Regions from separate parts of the Drosophila melanogaster genome. Here region 2 is linked to region 1. Evidence: chromatin contacts called from public targeted proximity ligation data. All regions are on one chromosome and are shown on one strand. The core of a region is the stretch at or near the end of the contact, and the rest is flanking DNA. Distances in the headings are between cores, read along the strand shown.

The links.
Region 2: a targeted proximity ligation map of the S2 cell line shows a contact between it and region 1, with 8 times the contacts expected there. A contact is called at or near these places in 5 of 107 Hi-C or Micro-C datasets (the Kc167 cell line, the S2 cell line, central nervous system and 1 more) and 3 of 7 datasets of targeted methods (the Kc167 cell line and the S2 cell line).

The regions. Positions count from the first base shown.
Region 1 is chr3L:13,223,479-13,230,444 of dm6, reverse strand. caps (capricious) reads right to left here and starts at 1,753. Exons shown (of 4, transcript NM_168540.3): 1 at 1,305-1,753.
Region 2 is chr3L:13,351,045-13,357,761 of dm6, reverse strand. Nplp2 (Neuropeptide-like precursor 2) reads right to left here and starts at 1,386. Exons shown (of 3, transcript NM_001300130.1): 1 at 1,119-1,386; 2 at 910-1,035; 3 at 539-754. The coding sequence starts at 1,163. The coding sequence ends at 665. It overlaps CG17687, which reads right to left. Exons shown (of 9, transcript NM_001382040.1): 4 at 6,505-6,717; 5 at 4,312-6,445; 6 at 3,974-4,117; 7 at 3,637-3,914; 8 at 3,415-3,576; 9 at 2,822-3,093. The coding sequence ends at 2,913.

The DNA.
Region 1 (6,966 bases), core at 504-3,003:
CCTCGAGGTTGTTCTCAGATGGAGATAATGAAGGTCACCAATAGAAGATGGAAGCACAGAGTGGAAGGCGCAACATAAAGATAAGCTCGTATTAAAATAATACAAAATCGTTTCTATGGGGATGATCATCATTGAAATAGTTTATAATGTCGGAATATTGTTTATAAATACACAGTAACTCTGAAACCCATAAGGTTACAAAGCTTATTTGGTTTAATGCCGCTAAATATTTTTGTTCTTCTACAGCCATTTCCTTGAAGTCTTCTTGAGTTCGGTCCAAACTGTATACACCTTTCGAATTCCTCGAACTTTAGTACATCCCAGCATCTTAGACTTACGCCAGCTCACGTCTAACCCATTCCCAGTTGGCCAGGCCAGTGGGGCCAAGTTGACATTCCTCAAAAGTGTCAACGAGAAAGGCCCACAACACGAGACATTCGGACCGCTCAGCCGCCCAGTCGGCCAGCTGCCCGAGCCTCCAAACTGAGCCCCACCTCGTTCATTCATAAAGATCCACATCTCCATAAAGAGGGGCAAGCAAACACGAGTCCAGGCAGCACCTAACAAGTTCCCGGAATCGCACAAACCTCGAAAAGTTCTTTAAGTTTTTCGCTCTAACGAAACCTGTTCCCCAGACAGAAACCCCAAAATTGAGACGGCTGGCCCTGGACGGAAACTCCGAGCGAGTCTGCGGCCCGAGACATAATTAATGATTTCAAAATTTCACAACGAAAACTCATAAAACTTATCGATCGAACATTGAAACAACAGCAGCAATAAAAGAAAAGAGAATGTCATGCTGCTGTCAAGGCGTTTTTCTGGCCTTAAAGAGCTTCTTCATTAAGTGTAACGGTAATATCTGATAAGGTCAATCTTTAGTTATGCATTTTATCCTGTTTACACACTATTTTAAACAAATTATAGTAAAACAACCAATTTACGCCTTAAACTAGCTATTTTTTAGCTATGTAGCGTATGCTCTAAAGTTATTCATATGTGAGGTAACGTAAATTTGCTTAGATTATTGATTAAAATTCAATGGTTATCAATCAAAATATTACTAAATTAGCCCTATTTCAGTCTAGTTGTATAGCAATATTCTCTCCATCACTAAAAACCATTTTTCTTCTTTTTCATACTGAATATCAGTATTTTCTTCTAACTATATTAAAATATATTTAAAATGCTGCGCACCAAAAACAAAAAAGTAAATATAAGGTATTAACTAAACTAATTAATATCAGTACTAAACTTAGTAACATCACAGCACAGAATAATAATTAGGCACCAAACGAAGGACTTACCGCGATAATTTTGGCAATTCGTGGCTAGTTTGTTAGCACGCACTGTTGTCAAAACAAAAATGTTAGCCCAAACACAACGTTAACCGAAAGCACAGCTACAAATCTTTGAGATACTATTTGGCGGATAGTCTCCTCGCTTTTTGTTTTCATTGATGAAGAAGCGGCGCGGGCATTTCATTAATTCTGCACACACGTTTCGCCGATGACGATTGACGATTGACGATTTTGCTATTTGCGATGACCCGCGTGCCCCGCCCACAAAAAGCAAGTTGCCCGCACAACAACAACAGCTACAACAGCGACCGACCGATGGTGGTGGTGGGTGGGAGAGGAGGTTGAAGAGAAGGGTGAGAATTTGCACGCGCGAATCTGCTGAGCTGTCTGCTATAAGGAAATAACGGTGCGCTCCACAATGTGTCCAAACACGTTCACGATTTTTTTCGAACTAACGCTGTATTGTATCTGTGTACGCCACGAACTTCAAAACCTCGATTCTCAGCCGCTGTTAAGTGCCGAAGTGAGCTAACAGAACACGAGAGCGGGAGAGCAAGACCACGAGGCAAACACATACACATACGAAGAGAGTGTGATTGTGTGCAACAGCACGAACGCATACTTCGGCTTTTTGTGCAAAAATCATATGGGATGCTCTCTCGCTCAGATAACGGGGCTTATCTGAGCCGGCAAGACTCAAGTTGGATTCTCATTGAGTCAGATAAAGTGAGACTGGATGGTTTGAAACCACGCTAACTAAAATATCATCTCAAAGGACTGAGTTTTGAAAGGATCTAAAGTTATATTGTATAAGTATTGTTATCCAGATTGAATTAACATTCAATCATATTTTGTTCGATATATACAGGTTTTCAATAAAGAAATAAAAGAAATTTTCATACCCTTTATCAAGTACCCACGAAAGTTTTGGCTATAAATTCATTGCAGAGCCTAATACAATTTCTTATCAAGCCGTAAACAAAAGAAAATCTTTGATTTTCCATTAGTCCTATCTCCCCCCATTTTCTATCCAATAAGATGTCGTACTTCCGCCGCCCACAGCTAATTAGCCTTCACCGCTCACATTGACCGGTCCCAATTAGCCCTGCCCATAGAGGCTCCAATAAGTTCATTGCTCGCCCAGCACACATATGTAACTTTCTTATCAGATGCGATGCTAAGTAAAATAAATAAATAAAAAAGAACCAACAACAACGACATGTAAATCTGATTTTTTGGGAGCGGTTGCAGCAGAGACACCAATAACGCCTAAAATGAATGCAAATGGAGCAGTCAAAGATAAACAGAGAGGAAAATTGAACGGAGAACCGGCACCACTCTCTCGCTCTTAGATAAAATTCCCAACTCGATTGGGTTTCCACCAATTTTCTCTCTCGGAAAACCACACGCGTTATCTGGCTCTCTTTCATAGTTCGCCTAAGCGCGGCTAGATGGCGCCAATGTGCTGCCGAAGTGCGAATTGCATTTCAGATGCTTTTTGTTTACCAACGAAAAAGTGGGTGGTGTTTGTACGGTGAAAGGGGGGAGGGGGGTGTCGGCAAATGCGGTTGCATTCTTGGAAATGTTTGCAAAAACCGTCGCCGGTTTGCTGCTACCACAAATGCCGCGTAATCACTTTTTGCGACTACGTCGACGTCACCGGAAGTTGCAACACGTCGCCGTCTACGCACACAAACGTAAAAACCTACATACGATGCATATGCCGTTAATGCCGAACTGCCACACCCCAGCAATTGCAAATTTCATCCCACCCCATGCCAACGCCTTGCAAATTTTCAAAAAAAAAGAAAATCGAGGGGGAAAGAAAGTTGGGAACCTTCGGTGGAGTTGAGTTATCGCTCGCAGTTTCATTGTACGCCCCCCACCACCCACAATCTTTGCACTCTTTTTGTGAACACATGTGTGAACAACTGCAGTCGGCAAACCACCCTTTTACGTACACTGAGAAAAATATCCGATATATTCTGCAAATTAGTATTGGCCACGTCTAAAAATTTAAAATTCAAAATTTATTATAATGAAAGAAAAATTCTGTAGTCCAAATAAAATCAATTCTTTTGTTAGTATAAGTAGTAGCACAGAGTGCACTCTCACATGGTCGCAAGTGCAATTTTTGTTTCAGTGTGATTGCTGCTGCCCCCCTGCATCCTCGGGCGGCGATTAATCATGAAAATTCACACAGAAAATATCCATTAGATACGAATTAAGACATAATTGAGAGTGCAGGCAACGTACACGTACACTCAAGAACCTGCAACGAAAATGCAGTGGAAAGGGGTGGCAGGGGGTTGGTGTTTTCCTCCCCGTGTGCAGCGACATAAATGCGAGAGGCTGCCTCAAGTGCCAGCGACATATTTATGATCCCTGTTCGGGCACAAAAAAAAAAAATGATTATGCGATGAAAATGCCCCAAGGCCCGCACATTAAACTCCCATTGTTGAGCGAACGAACGGATTGCAAACGGCTTCAAGAGTCGATGAGCAGCAGCGTTGGCTTTAATTACAGTTTGAGTGGCACTGGAGAAGGTCCTTGAAGGAGTTTTTGATACGCTGGCGTTGTGCCGCATCGCAGTGCCACATTTTTGGGGGATGCACTCCACCGATCACACGAGCAAATAGCTTAGAAAATGACGCATTCACGCCACTTCACTACACTTAGCTTAAAAATTAACTGCAAACGAGGCATTTTTGCATAGTATTTGTATTTAGGTGGTATTTGATACTTAGCAGTTATATAAAGGTGTAAATTGTTTTAATATGCTACCTATGCTTTCAACGAACCTACCAAGGTAAAAAGGGCTTAAAGTTCAAAGTACAGTTACGGTCGCTAGCCGCTTGCAGTGTTGGTTAATGCCATCTAATTCGAACACCTGTTGGAATGCACCCACTCCACCGCTCACATCAATGTCAATTTGTCGCTGCCACACGTGGCAGCTACAAGAATTTTGTAAATGCAAAAAAAAGCGCACTAAACACGAAACAAAAATGAAAATGTGAAAAAACCAAGCCATTTGTGCCGCTCTGCAGGCAAGAAAATGCCCAACAAGTGAGGCGAACAAGTGTTATATGACAGTTCTTCGACATCCAACTGTGATTTTCGGATTTTTCCCCAACTCAAATTGTTTGTTTGTTGCTCGCTTACACAAAAGCTACGTCTGTTTGCCGGTTTGTAATGTGGAATGTAAGTTTTTGTATGTTAATTTGATTTCGGTGTCAAATTTGAGTTTTTTTTTGTTTCTTTTGGCCTTTTGTGTGTTTTTGTTATTTCCCATTTTGTATGGCCTGCACTTGGGCTGCGCTTTTATGGCCCCATTGTTGTTGTTCCATCGAGTTTATAGCATGTAGCATATAGCATATAGTAATTGCTCGACCCGATTCCCCCGAACAATTTGATCCCCCGCTCGATGTCAATCCGCTTGGGGTTTCGCTTTTCAATGTGCGCACTTATGTCTTTATTGACAACGCCGCAATAACATAAATAATTTATTACAACCGTCATTGAACAATTTGTAAATGGCCAAAAGAAATCTCGGCCTGCAGCACACGGCAACCTCAAAGATACAGAGACAGTGGGCATATGTATCCGTTGGATATGCACAAGTGTCTCGATGGTTATTCCAATGCGCTGCTTGCTTCTGATTTGCATTTATAGAGTGCATTTGAGGTAAACGAAATCCATCGAAAAAATGAATCTGGCTGAGCTCAAAGCTATTTGAAGGACTCTTCGGGTGTTTGATGCACTTCAATGATGGCGAATTTAATTGAGTTAGGTTCCGTTCACATGTGCAATTATTTGTGTCTGGCGGGATTCATTCTATTCATTTCGCAAATAAATCGTTTTAATTGATGTAAATATTTGCATTTGGAATATGCACAGCAGCAAATGCATCAACTCGTTGAGTCGATGAAGTGGTCATAGGTCATAAATGTTGAATTCAATATTAGTACTTGGAAACTTTTCTTTGTTTACTAAGTGCAGGCATTGTTTTCGACTGTGAATATTTATTAAAAAGGGTAATTTCTAAGATTCTTTTTGAGTACGATATGCATTTTAAATTTATTTGTTGAATGATGTATGTATAATTGATGGCAGTTTGACTGATTATATTTACTGTTCGTTTTAATAATTAAATTTGTCGTTTATGCAGCTGCTTTTTAGATTAATACATTTGTATGTATGGGCATTGGTTGATATTGATATCTAAATGCTACATAAGCTACAATTTCAATTAACCATCAGGTAAATTAATCTATCCAATTTCGACCTTGAAGTGTGCGATTCAACTCCATCGGTCCACTCATACCATTTTGTATATTGCTCCACATCTTTCACCTCTTTCACCTAGTTTTGTGCATGGCATAATCAATTATTTCGAATGGACAGGCCAAAAACAAAGTCATTTATTATGCTGGCCACAAAAAATTTGTCACTATTCTGCACTGGTTTTGTTCGTTGTTGCTGTTGCTTATCAGCCCAGAACCGAGTTTGGGGCCATAATTAATTTGGCCAAACAAGAACGGCAAAAAGATACACACACACACACACCTACCCCAGCGGCCCCAAACAATGGCAAACAAATTGATTAATGACAGCGTATTAAACAATAATCGAGATAGGCCTCCGGTCAGATCTGAAAAAAAAGAAGGATGAGTTTTCACCGAATCCGCGATGGTGTAACCCATCGAATTTTTGTGCGCCCACGCAGAAAGAGAACTTTTTCCTCGTGCCGGCGAAAAAAAAAAGTGTTTTTATCGCCATCGTTGGTGGCTAAAAACAATTCATTTAAATAATATCTGAACCACTTTGCCCGAACAGGAGGAAACAAATCATTTTTCATATCCTTCGTGTTCATCGCGCTACGTCCGCAAAAGCTGGCAAATTAATAATGTGTAATTAATATTTTTTGGGACTAAACGCTGGGTTAAGGGAATTTCAGAAATATGGCTCTGAGTCATTGAGAAATTTTGGTATAATAACAAATGAAATATAATTTGGATAACTCAATTTAAGAGCTAACAAAGTGCGTGACTGTTGAAGTAGATAAGTGTCAAATAAATAAATATATGACACCAAATGAATAATAAACTTCATGTAACTCACATTTAAAGGTGCGATGAATATTTTTAATTTAACCATACATTCCCATCAATCAAAGAAATTTTAACTTTGACTTTTGCTGTTGCCTGTCATTTAATATATATTTAATGAAAAGAAAACTATTTCACTTTCAACGTAACATAACATAACACAACGTAACGCAACGCTTAACGTAATAGCCTTTCATGTTTGCTTAGTAACCCACATCAATTCTAATCTCTTGAAGCCGAAAACAGTTACCAACACTATCACGCTGCCCAACACAGGCATACACACACACACACACTAACACAAAAAACTCCCCCACAACAAGGCGGGCGATTTATGGCATGCTTTCACATACTTTCACCTGGGGAATATTCTCCTGTGGTTACTGGACGGATCCTGCTCCTTTCTTTTCTACGTGCACTGAGAAACAAATAGTGACAACAAATAGTAAATGCTTACCAATAATAAATATTAATAAATATCGATAATAAAATAGTTTTTATTTTGTAAATTAGCAAGCTAGTTATAAGTTAGTAAGCGATAATAAAACAGTTTTTATTTT
Region 2 (6,717 bases), core at 137-2,636, 130 kb before region 1:
GAGATGCGATGCCGTACAAATGCCAATACATTATTCATGGTTTCGAAAGCCCTCACATTTCGTCCTCCATTCCCCGAGTTGGCTGCGCCAAACAGGTGTGCAAAATAGCTGACAAATATTTCACGCGTGCTACCGTTTCAAAGCCAGTTGTTCTTACGAAACTCAAATCATGGCAATAATTTTTGATTTTCTGCAATTTTCTTCGAAGAAGAGCGAGATCAGCACTCTTCAGCATCTAAAATCTTTAATAACACAGTGAAAACGGTATAGAAAAGTTCCATAACTTAGCTTGTAGGAAGTGCAATTAACCATTTTCGGTGGCCGTACTAATAAAAATTGGCATAATTATAATAATTTTATCCTAACCAAGTCAAATTCATGCGTGGAAGCATATTTTCTCAGAATAAAAGAAATATAAATAAAAAAATCATCTTTCAATCTAAACATCTCAATTTTACCAATTTTAAGGTAATAAAATAGCTATTCTAGAAAGTGGAATGGAAAAATTTTTTAAAGTAATAGGCAAATATATGTTTTTGTGCTAAAAACAATTAACGTTTTAATTTCATTTTTTAGTTTTCATGTATGTAACAACTAAAGTTAAAGTTAAAACATTTATTGGAGTCGTTTTCAATGTAATGATATATGGCCATCCAACAACGTCTTAGGTGGATGCGGCTGGTGCCTGAAGAAATGTTTCGTTAAGTTTTTGCAGACCCTCCTGCACGGTATTTAATCCATCCTTGAAGAGACCCTACACAGAGAGAAAAGTTGTTAGTTAGAAATTCGTAAATACTTTATGGAAAATACGTATGTAGTGGATAGAATGAGTTTTAAGCGTCTCCACGAAAAATGACTATTAATTACTTAGAACTCGCTTTATTTTTGATATGATTGCTTTATAATTACCTCAACCTTCTTCGCGTCCAACGCCTTCAACTTTTCAATGAATTCGTTGAAATCACCCTGGGCCTTGGTAAGAAATTCTTGGGCAGGATTGGATTCCTCACGGGGGACGCGGGCGGACAGAGCCAACTGAAATCAAAGTGCCACATTGTAGTTTATCTCTGAAAATAGGTCCTGCATCTGTGTGCCAGGACTTTGAGCATTTTACTTACGGCGAACAGGGCGAACACGAGGATGCAAATTGCGAGCTTGGCCATTTTTGTGTTGGTTTTTTGTAACTGCTGCGGAACTCTGAACTAGAGAACGATGACTTGAGTACTGATTGAACCTCTGCCAAACTACTCATAACGACACCTCGTTTTGCGCCGCAGCCGGCCGAATTTGAGACCGGCTTATCGGCACTAGGAAGGCCGAGCGTTTAGAGCTACGGAGCTGACCCGTGATAAGCGTACTTTTTTCCGTAGCATGCTGGAATAGATTGCTTCGCATAACAGCTGAGCGTTTGCTTGGCTCAAGAATGTCTACATTTGTTTAGTCACAGAAGATAACCGCTTTATGCAACCGCCAAATAGTTAATCTCTGTAGGACTTAATGGTATTGCCCTATCCTCGAATCCAGTATTCTAGCACTTGGCCCGTAACAAAGATTTAAATATATAATTTAAGAATATTTTTAATTTGAATTTCAACAAGAAATAATTATGGAATTACCACTGTATAAATTTGGAATATACATATCCTACAATGTGTGCTTATCATTTCAATGGCTCGCATAGCTAAGCTGTTCTGAAGGCCTTTCGATCCAGCAATCGGAATTGTTTATCTACTTTTATTTGTTTTTTTCATTAAAGACCAAATATTTTAATATTTCTGTAAGCATTTTTTTTAGTTAAATATATATTTATATATAGTTAAAGTGAAGAGATAACGCTATAGTCGACTTTCTGTACGAGTAACAGGTATATAGTCAATTTTATTTTATACTATAATTTCCATTTTACCGGCTATCAATGCAAAGCACGTGGCACGTGATAAGGTTTTTTTTAAATGCTTTTGATAAGGCGCCCTACATTCGAAATTATGTAATTGCGCAAAATAAATATTTATAATACCGAGTATTAGAAAATTTGACGAAGCAACCCGGAAATTTCCAACGCGAAGCTAAGTTGGAGAAATGCAAATGCGATTGGACTTGGGCAAACCAAACAACGCTTTCAGAATATTTAGACAGAGCTACTCTTGTAGACTTTGGATATCAAAAACGTAAATTTAGCATGGTGAACTCATCTTAAAAGGCGAATAGAAATAACGAAACACTATTATCAACATAGATGCTGCGGTAAAAAAACTGAACTAACAAAAATAGTGTATTCTGTAGCTCACCTCCAGGGGTTAAAGTAATTTAAATGATGAATTCGCATATTTAGTAAAGAAATTACAGTTCTCTGGTTTTGAAAGCTGAATAGATAAGGGCTTACTGCTCGGAGTAAATCCGAAGATTACGTAATGGTTAAAAGAGGTAATAATAATTAGAATAATAGTCGTGTATTGCCGTATTTTTAGCGTAATCACGATATGATAGCCATATAAAGTGACAATCGGGGTTTTTTATTTGTATTATATTGCAACAGTTTGATCTCTCGGATCAACTCTCGTGTCTTCAAGGGCAATTCATTAAAACAATAAATGTGAAGTGCGATGCTGAAGGGTTTCCCCCAACTTAAGCCCCAAAAGTAGTTAGTCAAGAGTAGAGTTTGTTTCGGGAGCAACGAACTAAACAGCAAACAGAGCTCAAAGTGCACGACTTTATGCCTCGTTTTCGTAATTTTCCCCAGACACAAACAAACCCAATTAAGTGGCAGCACGAGTCAGAAGACCCAGACCAGATACCCAGAACCACTAATAAATTTTCATTTGGCGGAATGAAAATATTTAATTGCAATTTCGCCAAGTGGCTAAAACTTAGCCCCACGGTCTGGTCTGTTGGTTGGTCGGGTTGAAGTTCTCCTAGGGCACCGAACTGAGGATATGCTCCGGCACTGGCGGATGACATTGGGGCAGGGGTGGACCCAACGTGGGGTAGGTTCGCAGACGGAGCAGCTCCAGAATCGTCTGCAGTTCCAGCACATGGGCGTAGTTGCGGCGGACATTCTCCATGAGCTGCCGATGGGTCTTAATCTGCGACATTCTGCGGTGGAAAGAGAACATATGTTTTAAATATAAAACTGTTTGATTTTTGCATGAAATTCGGTAATTAGCCCGAAATATGAGCAGTGGTAAAAATACTTTTTACTGTAGCCAACAGATAGATAAGTTTCTTCTTATTTTCTGATAAGTATGACAGCAACTTTTAAATGCAACATTATATTGGCAACGTACTAGTTTTGATAGCTTTAAAAGTCAACTTTTGCGAATTTAGATGAACTTTTGCTAGCAGTTAGCTGTCCAATTAATTTTGATTACAGTGCTCGGTGACACAGTTTAGATTCTACTGGAGAGGTTATCTTACCGCTCCCGCTGCTCGCGATCCCGCTTGTCCTCCATCATCGTATCGCGCAAAGTGTTTTGGAAAGTGACGTCTACCTTGATACGCTCGATTTTAAAATCGATGGCATGGTTGCTGCGCTTTATCTCCAAGGTCTGTGCTTTTACCGCATCGATTTTGATGTTACTTCCGTTTGGGCACAGATTAGTTTTCAGTTGGGACATATAAGACTTATAAGTGACTTACACACGATCGATGTTTTTCCTGAATACTGCTATCTTTTGTTCGATCACTCGTTCGATAGCTCCGGCTATATACTTCTGACGTTCTGTCTTAACCTTTTCCCAATTGCGAAGGATGTTAAGGAACTCCATTGAAACTTTGCATTTCTCGATGGCATCCAGCATGTACTTCAGATACGCTATATTGGCCTTGTACAACTTGTGTTCCCATTCCTTGAAGATGACCTGACGCCTAAATACTGCCACTCTTTGCATGGCTTTAATCTTCTTATTTCCAGCTTCCTGCATTTATTAAGGTTGATAATTTTAAAAATCACTCATTCTTTGCTATGATTGCTCACCTGAATTTGGCGATTCACATCGTTGATGTCATCCACATGCATGAGAACTGTGTTGGAGAGCTTTGTAAACTGGCCCATAACCGAGACCTCAACTTGACCCATTGTGAGGGTCAACTGGATGGTCATGTTTCTCATCTTTTCTAGCTGAAGCAGGAAAATTCATTGGGGTTACTCCAGCAATATAATATTTAAACTTGCGAAGATTAAGCAGAAACTTTTTTGAAACAATAAAATAATGTTTATGCGTTGTGGAAACATACAAATTTTTTAAATTGCTTCCTTCAAGCAGCATATTTCTTAAGAGTGGAAGGCTTTCCGTAGTTCGTTACAACACTTACGTATGTTTGGATGCTATCTTCGGAATTACGTTGAGTCAGGATCTTGGACTCCTTGAGCGCTGCGAGGTCCTTGTTAAGGACACCCAGGAGGGCTTGGCTGTCGAGCAGCTGGTATCCAATACCCTTCAGTCGCAACTCGCTCTCAGTCTTCTGGCGACGCAACTTGACAAAGGCGTCCCAAGACTTGGGATCCACATTCGGCGGACACTGTTTTGGTTGATCGAACTCGGCGAGATAGTTAAGGAACTCTAGGACGTCGTCGGGCAGAGGAAATGGAGTACGATGACTGGGCTTTCCGCTCAGCTTGTTCGAGGCCTCCATGCAGATGAGTACCGAATTGAAAACCTTACCGGGCAGTTTGGGTCGCTTCTTGAAGAGCTTTGTCATCTCGTGGGTGGCATGTGGAACTAAAGGTAAGAACTGGCTTCGAAACTGTCGTTCGACGGCTCGATCACGGGTCTGCTGAGCCTCCAGTCGCGTCTTTACATCTAGAAAAGCCTTGTCATAGAAATCGAGTAGGTTGCTATACCGCGTCATATAGTCGTTCAACTTGTCGATGTCCTTGCGGAACATGTTGTAGCGTTTTCGCATTTGAACCCTTCCGAAATTGATCTTTTCGAGGGTGAGCATGCGCAGTTGCCCCTGTTTGAGGGCAAAATCATATTTCAGTTTTAAGATCATCAGTTCAGCTACGCGTTGGTTGAGCTTTAAAATCTGGGAGGCTTTGAGGGCCAACGTTTTCTCTTCGTTCTCATGCAGGATTCGAAGGTACTTTCGACGGTCTAGTTCCAATAGATGAACTGCCTCCTCGTAGGCGCGGAAGATCTTCTGCTCCTCGAGATTAAACTCGTGCGGCTGCTTCTTTTGCATGAACTCTGGCTCAGGGATGTCCTTCTTGATCTCCTCCTCCCACAGTTTCTCCAGCACCCCGTCCATCATCACTATGAGAGCCCGAGCCCAGAACTCTTTGCTCCAAAGAAGCAGTCTTCCCTTCTTGCCACCAGTGTCGATTGTCTTTGGCTTTCGGCGGTTTATTGCCTTAACTTCAGAGTCGTCCACTTCCATGATCTGCTTGATTACCTCATCCTTTGCAAGCGATGGAACCGTCAGTTCAGGTGGCTTGAACTGATCCATATTGAGCAGACGCAGCATAATGTTCATATTGTCGTAGATCTTATTGAGCACCACGTTAGTGTTCATCACGCTGTCGATGGTGTCCTGCTTGAGTTGCTGAGCCTCGTGGAAGAGTTTGTTGAACTCCTGTTTGAGCGGATCGTTTAGATAGAATCGGATTTTGCAGTTATAGTTAAACAACTGGTTCGAGGTCACCAGGTTCTTGTCCTGCAACTGAAAAACAGGCGCCATTATGTGCTCGTAGACACTGGGTCCCTCCACCACAAATGGCTTGAGCTCGCGCAATCCTTGAACCACTTCCACGGTCTCCTCCTCGTCCACCTCGCCATCTTCGATGGCAGCAGGCGGACCATGACCGCCTGCGGCCGGAGCAGGCGGTTCCTCCTCCTCGAATGAGCCTAGGGAGAGTCGTAAATGGTCTTCCAGGTCGTAGAATCGGTATTTATCGAACTCTGACATTTCAACTTTCCTCCGCACGGAGAAGCTCTCGAAGTTCGCATCTGCAAAAATGGAGCGAACACGATAGTTAATGCTCACCGCATCGCGGGTTACCAGGCGTAGAATCCAGTCGCGAATCCTTGACTGATCTGCAATGGCACGTTCTAGTGATTCTCGTTCCAAGGCACAAAGTTTATGGGCCTCCTCCGTGAGAGCATCCAGCCAGCGATAGTGGAAGCAGAACTTCTTGAAGATGCCTTGCGTTTTGCCAGTCTTAGAGATATCGTAGTCGATTAGCGCCGTCACCTTGGCGGCAAAGTCCTTGATGATGGTAAACAGCTTTTCGCGCTTTGCTAAGTCCGCCCGGGTGTACTCCTCTTTAACTTCCTGCCGCTGACTCAGTGGCACGAACATATCCACCTTGTGGATTATCTGCTCCACGAAACAGGGAATGCCCTCCTCCGTGGGCAATGGTAAGGCCACGTTTTCACGAACAAAGTCCGCCAGAGAAGGCAGACGCATTACTCGCATGCTCTTGTTGGCCAAAAGGATAATGAGGTATCTGGACATCAATCATATAATATAAATATAGTTTTAAATGAAATTATATCAGATAGTTACTTCGAATTAAAGCATTCCTTCACTCGCAGTATGTACTCCGTTTGCATGCCCAAGTTGAGAAAACGGCAGATCATAAACGGTTTCTTGGCCCGCTTGTGCTGCTTGAAGTGAACAAGGATACCGCCAAGACTCCAGGTGACCAAATGTTTGGTCATGCCGGCACCGAGAATATAGCTGAAGTGCCCCGACTTGGTGGAAGCGATCCATTGAAGT